2 separate regions of the Mus musculus genome follow, and region 2 is linked to region 1. The links are chromatin contacts, called in public promoter capture Hi-C maps. All regions are on one chromosome and are shown on one strand. Each heading gives the region's core, a stretch centred on a gene start, on an enhancer-like site or on the middle of the called end of the contact. The rest is flanking DNA. Distances are from core to core; before and after follow the strand shown. Region 1 overlaps Gm30145 (a long non-coding RNA gene). Region 2 holds the start of Bbs10 (Bardet-Biedl syndrome 10 (human)).

Region 1 (6,381 bases), core at 2,238-4,737:
GGGAAGTAGACTGCCCCCTGCATGATACTCGAGTATCGGTTGTGTGTCTTGATTGTCAAGGTTCAATGCTTTGGCAAGATTTTTATTATTTTTTATTTTTTTCATTTTTTTATTTTTTTGAGACAAGGTTTCTCCTTGTAGCCCTGGCAGTTCTGGAGCGCACTCTGTAGACCAGACTGGCCTTGAACTCATAGAGATCCACCTGCCTCTGCCTCAGGAGTGCTGGGACTAAAGGTTTGTACCACCAATGGCCAGCGCGATAAGCAGACAAATGGCTCTGAATGAGAATCTCCTGAACTTTGCTTTGTCTTTCCCTCATTCAGGGACGAGCTCTCTCAAGTTCCCTTTTCTGCCTAAAGAAACTTCTTGCAAAAGAGTTTCCTTAAAGCCCCCTTCTGGAAATACATCGAATAACTAAAAGAGATTAGCCATCAAAACCACCACCATATCCTGACAACCTTTATATTTGTTCATCAGAGGGTAGCTCAGAGAGGTGGCCCAGGCATCATAAGACAAGCTTCGAGTACAGCGACATTCACGGTGCTGTTCTCTGTCTTTGAGCTTACACGAGAAGCCATTTACTACTAATTTCTAAGGCTCCAATGTGCCCAGGGTGGTTTCAGAGCCATGGCAACCCCTTTGCCTCAACTTCTGGGATGCTGGGATTACAGATGTGAGTCAACAATATCACAACAGCCCCTTCTTCCTGAGACATCTCAGCTCCATAAAAGCCAGCTTTTGCCAAGTCTACCATCCCTACCAGTCCTCCCTCATCCTGGCTTCTTTTCCTGTATCACCTTCTACACTGGTCTTACTCCATCCACATGGCCTTCCTGCTTTCTCTAGAGCATACCAGGAAACCCCTGAGCTGAGACTCTTGGCTGTGTACTTTCATTTGCCAGGCATTTGCTTGGCTTTGCGGCTTTCCCTGTCAATCATCCTTCTAGATTCACACACAAGCACTCCCTTGGAACCACCCACTCTCCCCTCTCCCTCCACTTCATCTTCGATAACTGTGTCATTTACATATTTTGATTGTTTATTTTTTTGTCTCTGGGAAATCAGAATATGCTATCCCAAAATATTCCACGTTGGCATATGGACAATTTTGAGAAACTGAAGACACAGGATTCTGAAAACAGAGCAGAGCTTTTCATTTCGTATGAGAGATTTACATCTAGGAAGGAAACCTCCATTTAAGAAGTTGTCTCTGCAGCAAGAAGGAAAAAAAAATGCCTGTTAGTCACGGGGGCTCCTTGTCAATGGGGAAATCGTGTTAAGAGAAACCACAGCTGGGTTATTTATAAAGAGATGTAGCCTTTGTTCCCAGTTTTGGAGGCTGGGAAGTCTATATGAACACAGGGTCTAACCAGGGTCTCCTAACACGTGGCAGAGGGTATCAGTTGAGGGGCTGATTCCTCCAGCTTGAAGACATTCCTTCCTGGAGAAGGTTCCCAACACTCAGAAAGTCTGCAACCTTTAGAAAACTGTGGAAGTTCACAGAAGAGACAAGGCCTATGGAGCTCTCTCCCTGGGATTCTGGGATTATATAAGCAGTCAATAATTGCTGGAAAGAGGAAAGCTCGTCGGTAGAGCTCCCTGCAAGATGCAAGGGAACACCAGTGACAGCTTTTGTTGAGTCCTAAGCCATGCTGAGGTCCGGGGGTCTGGGAGTGTTTTCAACGATGCTACTGCCAGAGTCTCTCGTGCTTCTGTAAGTAGCTCTGCTTAGCCATATTCCTGTAACTGCAATAAGCCCATTGGTTCATGTCTTAGTCAGGGTCTTTATAAAGACCCTGTGGTAAATCACTATGACCAAAAGCCAAGATGGGGAGGAAAGGGTTTATTTGGCTTATACTTCCAGGTCATGATCCATCATTGGAGGACGTCGGGACAGAAGGTCAAACATGGATGGAACCTGCTAGAGGCAGGAGCTGATGCAGAGGCCATGGAGGGGTGCTGCTTGCTCCCCATGGCTTGATCATCTTGGTCATCGGGACTTGCTCAGCCAGCTTTCTTATGGAACCCAGGACCACCAGCCCAGGTGTGGTACAACCCACAACGTTCTGGGCCCTTCCCCACTGATCACTAAATGAGAAAATGCCTTACAGCTGGATCTCATGGAGGCATTGCCTCAACTGAGGCTCTTTCCTCTCTGGTGACTCTAGCTTGTGTCAAGTTGGCACAAAAGCAGCCAGTGCAGTTCACTAAGCTAGATGTGTGGGATTGTTTCTTTGGTGTGTTGTCAATGACCCATTTGGGGGTGAAAGGACATTTGTTCATGACTCCCTAGGAAAAGTCACACAACAACATCACAGGATAAAACACCAAGCTTGCTAGCTCTAGCATCTGTTCGTCTTTTTATACTGCCACTAATGTCACCACAGGGGCTCCATCCTCAAGACCCATCTGTGCAGGGTCTCTAACTTCACTCTTCTTAACTCTTCCACCAAAAGACTTACAAGCTCGGGTGATACTAGTTGTATGGACAAAGAAGGTGCGGTCGAGTTGTTAAGAGCTAAGTTTTGTCCCCTCGAAACTCATGTGTTTTTAAATCGTCATCGCCCACAGCTCAGAATGGGATCGTATTTGAAGAAAGGATCTTTAACCCCTGCAAAGCACTAACTGCATTTTTACTAGTTGTCTCTCAAAGCACACTGCCTGCTCTTCCTGTAAGGTCAATGAGATGAGAGAAGGAAAGAGAGACAAGAGAATGAGCATCATAAGAGCACAGGCTCTATTTGGTGTCCTGACTGGTTTAATATCAACTCGACATAAGCTACAGTCATCAAAGAGGAAGGAGCATCAATTGAGAAAATGCCTCCATAAGACCCAGGCTGTGAGCAAGTCTGTAGGGCACCTTCTTCATTTGTTGTTGATGGGGGAGGGCCCAGCCCTTTGTGGGTGGTACCACCCCTGGGCTGGTGGTTCTGGGTTCTATAAGAAAGCAGTCTGAGTAAGCCATGGGGAGCAAGCCAGTAAACAGCACCCCTCCATGGCTTCTGCATCAGCTCCTGCCTCTGGGTTTCTAACCCTGTTGAGTTTCTGTCCTGACTTCTTTGAGGATAAACTTTTTCTCCCCAAGTTGCTTTTGATCACAGTGATTCATACAACAATAGTAACCCTAAGACGTTTCGGAAAGACCTGTGAAGGGGGCAGGCAGTTCTAGTGTAAGACCCGAGCTCAGAGTTCTCTTACAGGAAGACTCTGGGTGTTCCTCCTGGGGATATATTAGTCTTCTGCTGTCACTCCTTAAAGCTTATAGCAAACAGAATCTCAGAAATTCCAGGAGATATAGGTCCATTTGTACCATCGAGGACAAAAGAGAATGAGAATTAGCCTCAGTCGAAGCAAACGTCTGACGTACACAGTAGAAATGGCAGCGTCTTCTCCAAAGACAGGAGAAATGCATCTCTCTGTGGCTGTGTGGTCAGCCTTGCTTCCTCTCTAAGGCATGGAAAGCATCCAGGAAGTTTTGTAATGAACAGGGTCAAAGGGGAGTGCTGGCTACTGATTAAAAAATCCAGTCACTTCAGAAAGAATTCTAGCACACCAGACTCTTGCCAGTCATAGGGGGAAGGGAGCAGGAGAGTAGGAGCTGAATACTTCTTTATATTCTGGCCTACAGTAGGCTATGGCTAGGGGTAGCTATGGAAATGACCTGACTGGTGGATTAAAGGAAGTCAGATGATCGCAGGGCCAGCCTTGACTGAGGATTGATAGATGGGGTGAGAATCTACAACTCACAATTGCTTTACTTCCAGGAACTGTTTAACCCCACTAGAGGGGCTGCACATGGAGTGCCCACGGCTAACATCTCCTGTCACTGGGAACAGTGTGTTAGGAAACCCAAAATACAAGTCACGAATGAGATCGAGAAATACAAAGCTAGATAAAATGTTACGCATTGAGGATATACTGGTCTAGCAATGAAAACGTGCAGTTCTTTGCATCTTTATACCTGCATTAAAAATCATACACTGTTTACCACTGGGCTGCAGGAATATGCTGAAGTCCAGAATACTAGAATGTGTTTCCCTTCCTTATGCTTGTGTGCACTGATTTTTTTCTCTGCTTTTCTTTCTATGGGGCTGAAGATTGAACCCTGGGTCTCATGCAAGCACTCTACCTCTGAGTAATGTTCTTATCCCCCACCCCCACCCCTGCCCCCAAGCCCCCGGATGCACAGATCTTATCCTCGAGGCTGCAACCCAGCAGGCTCTTGTCTGCTCGGAACTAGCACAAAGGGCAGAAGAGATTAGCTAAATCCTCCTGGCTGCCTTGTTTCCACACAGCTTTGTCAATTAGTCCTGGGATTGGAGCAGGGACTGCTGAGTCCAGAGATGCTCTATTCTTTACCAGTTCAAATACTGGCACAAGCAGACCTGACTGATCCTGTTTCAAAATGTCAAGTTCCAATGTTCGGAGCGTTTGAAGCTGTACAAACACTCTGCCCAAGCGGAGGAAAACTCCGGGTGTTCCTCCTGGGGGTGTATTAGTCAGTCTGCTGTCACCCCTTAAAGCTCATAGCAAACAGAATCCCAGAAATTCCATAGGTCCATTTTCACCAGCCAGGACAAGACAGAATAAGAATTGTTATCTGGAAGTTTAGTTTTAGTGGGGGCACTCTATTGAGTGAAGCCTTCTTGCTTATCCTCTCAGAATTTGCTATCTTGTGGCTGCTGTGACTTAAAAGAAATAGGAAGGGAGAGCGACCAATTGACTGTACAGTGACAGAGCAGGAGGGCAGCCACTCTTAATCCATGGGGACAGAAACCCTGGCTCTGCAGAGAACTTCAAGCTTCTCTCCCTTCAAAGGCCAGTCTTTCAATTAGAGACAGGGTCAGACTGCGAGCGAGCTGTTCAGCAGGATTGAGAAAGAATGTCTATCAGCTAGCTGGTGTGTGGACAGCTTTGGTTTGTAGGTGCGTTTGATTTTCAAACCGCAGCAAGTTTTTTTTTAAAGTGGTCTCTGCGTGTTCAGTCGCCCTGTGGGGGCAGGGTGTGCAACAAAATGAGAATAAAATGGGGGTGGGGGGGCTCATGTTTACCTCAAACACGTCACAGTCTTCTCCATCTGTGCACGCTCACACACACACACACACTCAGCATTGTTCTTAGCGACATCAGTGGATGTCACCTGCAGAGGGCTTCTTGAGTTTGGAAGGAAGAATTGAGCAGAGATAACCATCCGAGACCACTGCTTAAGACAAGATGTAGTTCCCAGTGAGAGTGGGCCGCTAAAGGAGAGGGAAGCTTGGCGTCCAATGTGCTCGGCTTTTATGCTATGCGCCTGCCCGCAGGTTCTCTGGGACATTTACGTAGGTAGGCTTTTTCTGCGCATGCTCTATCTGTCACATGGTTTCATGCATTGGCAGACATTTGCACCTCACTATACTCTTGAGACTCCACAATGTGGTCTTTAGTATTACCTACATTTTGGGGATTCCTCTGGGCCTGGACCAGTGGCCAGGTTCAGTTGTTCTAGGGATGGAGGTGGGAGCCAGCCTTCATCCATGACAACTTGCTCTTTTCAAACGATGTTTTTCAGATTTTACACAATCTCTGCCACAGCCTCTTGCCTCATTAATAATAGTGATCATATTAGTGTGCTTGATACTGATTGCTAAATAATTTACTTATTATACAGTTGATTGTCACCTCCAAACAGAGAGCTATATAGGTACTATGGAAATCCTGGAACAAGGATTTTCTGCAGTAATATAAATATTATATTTCTATACCAATAAGGTAGAACCTAGCACATTGAAACCTAGCTACTGTAACCAAGAAGTTAATTTTTAAAGTGTTACTTAATACTAATTTATTTCTATTCAGTGTTAATTAACATGCCAACATTTATATCTAAATAGCTGATAGTTACTTGATCTGCTCTTACATACAGTTCTCGAAGCTCCTCTTCTTCTACAAGAATATAAACTCTAGAGACGGTATCATACAAAGGGGCCCCATCGCACACTAGGAGAGCAATCACAAACTGGCATACGGCTTAAGCCATGCCAAGTACACCCACATGTTGCCCTCTGTCATCTAGTAGTCAACCTGAATGATAAGTTATCACTGAAAGGAACATGTCATAATTGGAGCTGGCTGACAGTTCAGAGCGGTTTAGTTCATCATCATCATTGTGGGAAGCATGGTGGCGTGTAGGTGTAGGCAGATGTGATGCTGGACAGGTAGCTGAGTTCTTTTTTTTTTTTTTTTTTTTTTTTTTTTTTTTTTTTTGGTTTTTCGAGACAGGGTTTCTCTGTATAGCCCTGGCTGTCCTGGAACTCACTTTGTAGACTAGGCTGGCCTCGAACTCAGAAATCCACCTGCCTCTGCCTCCCAAGTGCTGGGATTAAAGGCGTGAGCCACCAC
Region 2 (6,381 bases), core at 1,962-4,461, 67 kb after region 1:
GGAGCTTTGTGGAATTGGTTCTTTCTTTCCAATTCAGGTTGCCTGGCTTGGGTGGCAAATGGTCCTACTTGCTGAACCATCTCCCCAGCCCCCAACCAACCGTTTTCAATAACTAGAAATAAACCAAATGACAACCACAAGGACAATTAACTTACATGCTTCTTACAAAGAAAAATTGACTTTTATTTACTGCTTTACATAAGAGATAACATTTTATACTCATGTTCACAAACAATGTAAGATGGCATGTGAAGACCTCGTTCAAGTGGGGAGGTTACACGACTCTATGACATACAGAAAGTTCAAGGAAACAAAGTGGGAAAAGGTACAGAAGAGGGAGCTATAGAGGCAAGCTCCCTTAGACAGACTAGCGCAGACCAGAGACAAGGAGACAGATTTAGCCAGTTTTTGTTCCATAGAGCTGATACCTGTTGTCTGAATGGTCTGGTGGACTCAATGGACTTAAGGACTGGGTTGACTTCAGTCAGCCAGAAGCCTGTTTTAATATTTAGCTTGAGCTGAATACATTTTTTTCCTAACGTTTAGTGTTTGTCTGCGAACATGTGTGTACAACAAAGGACATGTCTCAGGACTTCACCCTCTCCTTCCACCCTGGGTGATGACCGCAGGCAGTCAGTCAGGTTTGCCATTAAATGCCTTTGCCCACTGAGCCATTTCTCTGGCCCCAGACTGAAAGTTCGAGCAACAGAAAACTGAGTGTTAAAATTCGTCTTCTGATTCTTGGTCAGCAGTTTTCTGAGGTTGCCTCTTGATGTTGATTATTAAATCAATGGTTAATATTTTCATCAAACACTGAAGAACTGAAGTTAGTAATTGGTACTTACCAGCTACTGACTCGAACCCTGATTGACCACTTACCATGGGTTGACTGGCTTGCAGTGCATGGAGAGACCGCATGTATATGTGTGGGAAACTGTCCTTTCCCTTCTTAGGCTTATAAAGGATTTTAGGGATGCCTAGAAGAGCATCAGCTATTAACATACTGATGACAGTTTCATCTGATTGTCGGCATTGTTTGGCATAGCTGAGAAGGTAGTAACTCATCAAAATCTCAAAACTTCCACCCACTGGCAGCACACAGCCTGCTGGCACAGTGGATGAACAATAACCCTGACAAGTACAGGTATCTAGTGACTTGCGCATCACTGGCAGCGTGTAACCCTTTCCGGCATTATCTGAGACCTGTAAGTGTTCGAAAGAAATTTCTGTTCCAGTGTCTTCTGCTGTAGGATTTCCAGTGGAATGATTCTCAATTGACAGGTCACAGTTATCAATTATCCCGCTTCTTTCTGGAGGCAAGCACTTCAGCATTTCATCTGTTTGGGATGGAGCTATTGGTGTCTTCTTGTGTGCTGACCACGGCTTACCTGCTCTCAATTCTGTATCTGAAGCCCCCAAACCTGAATATACTTCTAAATGTGTTTGAGTTTCCAATTTATTTTTGCTCTTTGCTACTATGTCCTGATACTTATCAGTTTCTGGTGAGTGATTACGCTCTCTGCTATTGTCATAAGCAAGAGGACTTGGGTTACATTGCTGTTTGGTTTGTATGATGTAATTTAGATCAAGGTCAGTAAATAGCTGCCGAAGCATCTTAAATGCTCCGTGAAAAGCTCTCTCATGCTGTTCAACAAGACCCAGAACCGGTCCACAGAGGACCATAGAGTGAGGTATAAATGCACATGTGCTAATCAAGCCGAGATGAACATACCTCTTGGATCTAAGGATGAGGGGCTTGCAAAACTTCACCAAAGTACTATCAGAAATTTCACACTGTGAAGCAACCTCTGGTAGGACACAAGGAGAAAGACCAGTGATCCTCTGGACAAGGGAAACTTCTTCGGCTGATAAACACTCCACCACTGATATGCTATTAAGTCTTGCACAGTAAATAACCAGGTCTGGTTGCTTCACACTGGTCAGGAGCAGTTTTACATTCTGACCACGCAAGTGGTTCATTACTGTTTTTGTCCTGTCCGTGATCCAGCACTGAGATGCCTGAAACTGTGTTTCTGAATTGAGAACAAACTCCGAGCCAGCCGATGAAAACTGAGGCTGGAGGATTTCTGTTACTATCACCATCCTAATGTCACCATCTGCTGGGCAGTACATAGAAAAGTCCCTGGGAAGCACAAGGCCATCTATGATTCTAGAATCTGAAACAGGAAGGCCTGTCACGCCAACATTCAACTCTGCAAAACAGTGATCCAACAACTCAAATACTTCAACCCCACTTTCACAAGCCATACACTTGAAAACGTAGTCACACATCAACTGTGAAATGAATCTGTGATTGTTTCTTCCCACTCTTCCACAAAAGTATGCTTCCAGGAGCAACTCTAGCGAGTGCCTGCACAGTTTTCTTCCTTCAGTGGATGAAGAAAAGACAGACAGGTAGTGCCTGCTTAAACTCCGGTCTACAATACAACCTAGGGTTTGTGTCTGAAACGTTTGCAGAGCCTGGGAAATAGATTTCCACTGACAACAGTTTTTCCAATGCCTTTCATGGCTCTGAATATTTTCAGAAGTGAATGAATCTTTTCCTTTTTCTCCGATTGCATGAAGTCCTCTGAGTAAATGGCAAAGAAAAATAATAAATGTCTTAGCACCATCTCCTGTCTTTTTAAGGTGACTGGAAACACACGCCACTATCATCCTGTATAGGAAGGGAAAAAAATAACTCAGATTTTCTGGGTTAAATCCACATTTTCATAGCTATAAGGCACACAGATTGTCCTTTTGACATATAGGCTTTGCTTTACTTTTCCTTTAACTACTTCATTCAGGGATGGGGAAAGAGTAAGAAGTGTTCTGTGCACGTGATGAGGTTTGGGGCTCGGGACTAGTAGTTTGGGCAGCTCTCTGATGTCTACACTGGTTTTATCCAGGTCCACGGCCTCAGGATGGGATGGGAGATTGAGGGAGATGCGCGCCTAGTGGAGGGCAGGAGAAGTGAGGTACCTGGCTAAGGGATGCTCTAAGTGCAGCGCCTCCAGGAGGCAGCCTCCATCCCTGCTAAGCAGCACCTCGCCGGTGGGCTTCGTACACAACACTTGGCCGCCCTCGGGCCCCACGCAGCGGTTCGCGATGCTCTCCAGCACCTCGGCCACCCGCAAAGCCGCCGTCACCGACCCCTGGGACGCCATGGGTAAGGAACCACGGGTAACGCTTCCGTTAGGTCAGGCCCGCAGAAGGGCGGAAACGGAAGAGGCGGGGAAAACGGCGGAAGAGCAGTAGCTTTGGCATCGATTGGCGGAAGAGCTCTATGCCCCTCGGTGGGGTGGAGCCCCGCCAGCGGTGGGCGGAGACTCGAGTGGTCCTGGGACGTCCTTACTTTCCTGGTTCACGTCCCGCGGGCCTCCCTGGCCACTGCAACCGCTAGGTCTCTGCAGGGAAGGGCTCGGGCTCGGGGGCGTGATTACCGCCCCATCTCGAGCTTACTTCTCTAGTGCCCCTGCCGTGTAGTTTGCTCTCCTTGCCTTCAAGCAAACGGTTTTAGAATGCAGGGCAGGCGGAGAGAGCTTGGGCATAGCCATTTCTAGGCTCGTGGCTTCCGCTGGGGTGTGCTACCTTGTGTGTGTTCAGGTATGGACGAAACCCCACCTAGTTAAACCACTTGAGCAGAAGTAGATGTTTGCCTTTTATTCACATCGATGATCAATTGTATTTGTCATTTGTACTGTATACCATCCCAAAGCAGAAATGTTTCACCCAGTAAAACACAAAGGCTTTAGGGAGCGCACGAGCGCTGGATTCATAGCTAAAGGGCTTCTTTCAGCCAGAGACCATCTGTCTCTGCTTTCCTCATTTAAAACAAACAAGTTGGTAAAACAAAACAAAACAAACAAAACCAAAAAAACCTTTAAAGTTCCGAGGTGGATAAGTTAGTTTTTGTACTGTTTCTAACTCGAAGTACAGCCAAGTATTTGTCATTTACTCACAAAATTCTCATGGTGGATCATTACCCAGGCTGTCATACCCACAAGAAATGAATGCAGAACAAAGCTGTCAATGTTAGCAGGAAAGTGATCTTGTAGATAGATATTCAATGACGTTTAACACTGACAGCAGTGTCCTTACCCCACACGGGCAAGAGGATTCTGAGGGACAAGTTAGAATGAGGTGAAAGGAAGACAAAATCATGAGTAAAGCCTTCCTGAGGTTTCCTCAATAACTCAGTAGTAAACGACCGGGAGGAGAACAGCATTTCAGTGTCTAATGATACTGCTTCAGTGTTTTTTCTTGGTTGCATTCATCACTGGACATTATCTTTAGACTGAAATAGTGGGATATTTCAAACATTTAAACAGTACAATCAAGTGCACTGTGTAGTCGTGATTCAGGAGGCTTTTACCTGAGAAAGACAGACCGCCTTTATTCTTACTGTGTAGTTTTTGGGGTCATTTAGATATGCTGAGCCTCATCTTTAATGTATAAAATATGTATAAACTCCACTTATTTTAAAAGAATATAAAGTATCAAGTAAAACATATATTAGAGATTGTCAAAATTCCTGTCAAGCCTGTACCCATCTTTTTCACACACACAATAAAAAATAAGAGGATTAATTTAGTACATTATGCATTAATACATTATATCAAGAGTCACTGGATCACAGATTGCTCTTTTAAAAAAGTTTATTTAGAATACCTACTTGTAGAAGTTAACATAATTTTACAGATCATTAGAAAAATTCTTTTCTCTCTGCAAACATGACAGGTTAGGAATAATAGATTAGAAATGTATACATTACAAAACCGCCTGTGACTATCTATACATTTACTATGCACCTTAAGAGAATTCTACAGTGTGCTGTATTTACACTGCAGGTGAGAACACACTTACATCCTATCATACAAAACTGACCAATGCTAGTGCTTGACTTTATAAACCCATTAACTGAAGTACTTAAAATTAAATCTATATTTAACATGCCAAAAGTGGAAATAAATTCAACTGAGGTTCTGTGGCTCATCATTCAAATGGTTCATGACATTTTTTCAAATAAAGATTATCAATATTAGCCGGGTGTGGTGGCACACACCTTTAATCCCAGCACTCGGGAGGCAGAGGCAGGCGGATTTCTGAGTTCAAGGCCAGCCTGGTCTACAGAATGAGTTCCAGGACAGCCAGGGCTACACAGAGAAACCCTGTCTCGAAAAAAACAAAAAACAAAACAAAACAAAAAAAAAAGAACATCAATATTATGATATTAAAATAATTTTATGATAAATAAAGAGGCTGATTTTTCGAAATACTTCATAAAGTATAGTCACATTCATTTTTGTCAAGGTTTTCCTGTGGCTCTCACTAAATATGTTAATCTTATTAATAAGACACTGGTCCTGTACAATGTTAACAGTCCATCTTCAATTAAAAACTGTAACAAAATAGTCCTTTAATTGTAACAAAAATTGGATATACTAAACCCACACAATACATAACAAAATGAAACCAAATTATGCAGTGGTGGCAGGTTATACATTTTAAAGAATCTCTTTATATGTAGTCAAATATGAAAGACATTGAAATGTAAACTTATTGAATTATGAAAGGTCTCTCCCACTGGGTCAAATCGGAAAATTTGTATAAACGAACATGTTCTTTATTTATATTTAATGTAATAGTCTACAGTCTCGTGTATGGCTCATCGCGTACGTATGCCATCATACCTGAAATAAGACAAAAACAAAAGCAAAACCAGACTATTTACTGCTGACTAGAAATGCTAAACACTGAAAAAAGATGAAGTTTTATACATTTGTTTTTTAAAATTTTGATGACGATATTCTTCAAAAAGTTAAAACTGCCTTCCACAAAATTCTGTGAATATGGCACAAGTTGACACCCGAAAACAGTGTGAATTCCATCAAAAAGGCACTGTCTACAATACTCAGAGCCATCTGACAAGTTTACTTCATTGATGTCTGAGTATGAATATATTTGAAATAGTTACTACACAAACCCTTATAAAAGTACGGCATTACTGTTTACATATTCTTCAGCTAGATAAAAGGAAACACAGTGACCCAGACAAATGACCCTTTTATGACAAATAAGCTACAAACACTTTGAACACATTATGGTTCTGTAACAAAAAACTAACAAAAATATTTCCTTAAAGGCACAAAAGCATGAAATATTAAATGAGGATTGTATCTCACAAGGCCAACTTTTTAAGGGAATGCAGCTGTCAACTGAGCTGTGACAAAGATGACCACTGCCGCTTTCCAAGTCATACTAGAGACAGAAGTGGTAGGAATTACAAGTTAAATCGATTGCTGCAGCACACTAACACCACACATGCCTGTTATTGTCTTGTCTTAGCCAGCAATATCTCACTAAATGGCAGAAAACTAA

What was found. Promoter capture Hi-C pulls out the DNA fragments that hold promoters and counts their contacts.
Region 2: a contact with region 1 is called in a promoter capture Hi-C map of macrophages, with 8 read pairs. The contact joins the promoter of Bbs10 here to the enhancer-like site in region 1. A contact is called at or near these places in 3 of 39 promoter capture datasets (3T3-L1-derived adipocytes, liver and macrophages), 18 of 484 Hi-C or Micro-C datasets (the G1E-ER4 cell line, the HPC-5 cell line, bone marrow-derived macrophages and 11 more), 3 of 115 datasets of contacts at active chromatin or transcription factors (embryonic stem cells and trophoblast stem cells) and 2 of 9 other capture datasets (adipose tissue and liver).

Annotation. Positions count from the first base shown.
Region 1 is chr10:111,362,372-111,368,752 of GRCm38.p6, reverse strand. Gm30145 (a long non-coding RNA gene) reads left to right here. Exons shown (of 5, transcript XR_872033.1): 5 at 1,865-2,049. Among named protein-coding and RNA genes, the nearest start is that of Gm30145, 13 kb to the left of the region's middle. Within about 2 kb of position 3,487, at least 82 of the 459 cell types and tissues checked have an H3K27ac peak or open chromatin away from gene starts, as enhancers often do. A contact at or near this core is called in 3T3-L1-derived adipocytes, adipose tissue, bone marrow-derived macrophages and 5 more, where this site is marked.
Region 2 is chr10:111,295,509-111,301,889 of GRCm38.p6, reverse strand. It overlaps Bbs10 (Bardet-Biedl syndrome 10 (human)), which reads right to left and starts at 3,211. Exons shown (of 2, transcript NM_027914.1): 1 at 2,983-3,211; 2 at 154-2,677. The coding sequence starts at 3,167. The coding sequence ends at 721. Osbpl8 (oxysterol binding protein-like 8) reads right to left here. Exons shown (of 24, transcript NM_175489.3): 24 at 4,643-6,381.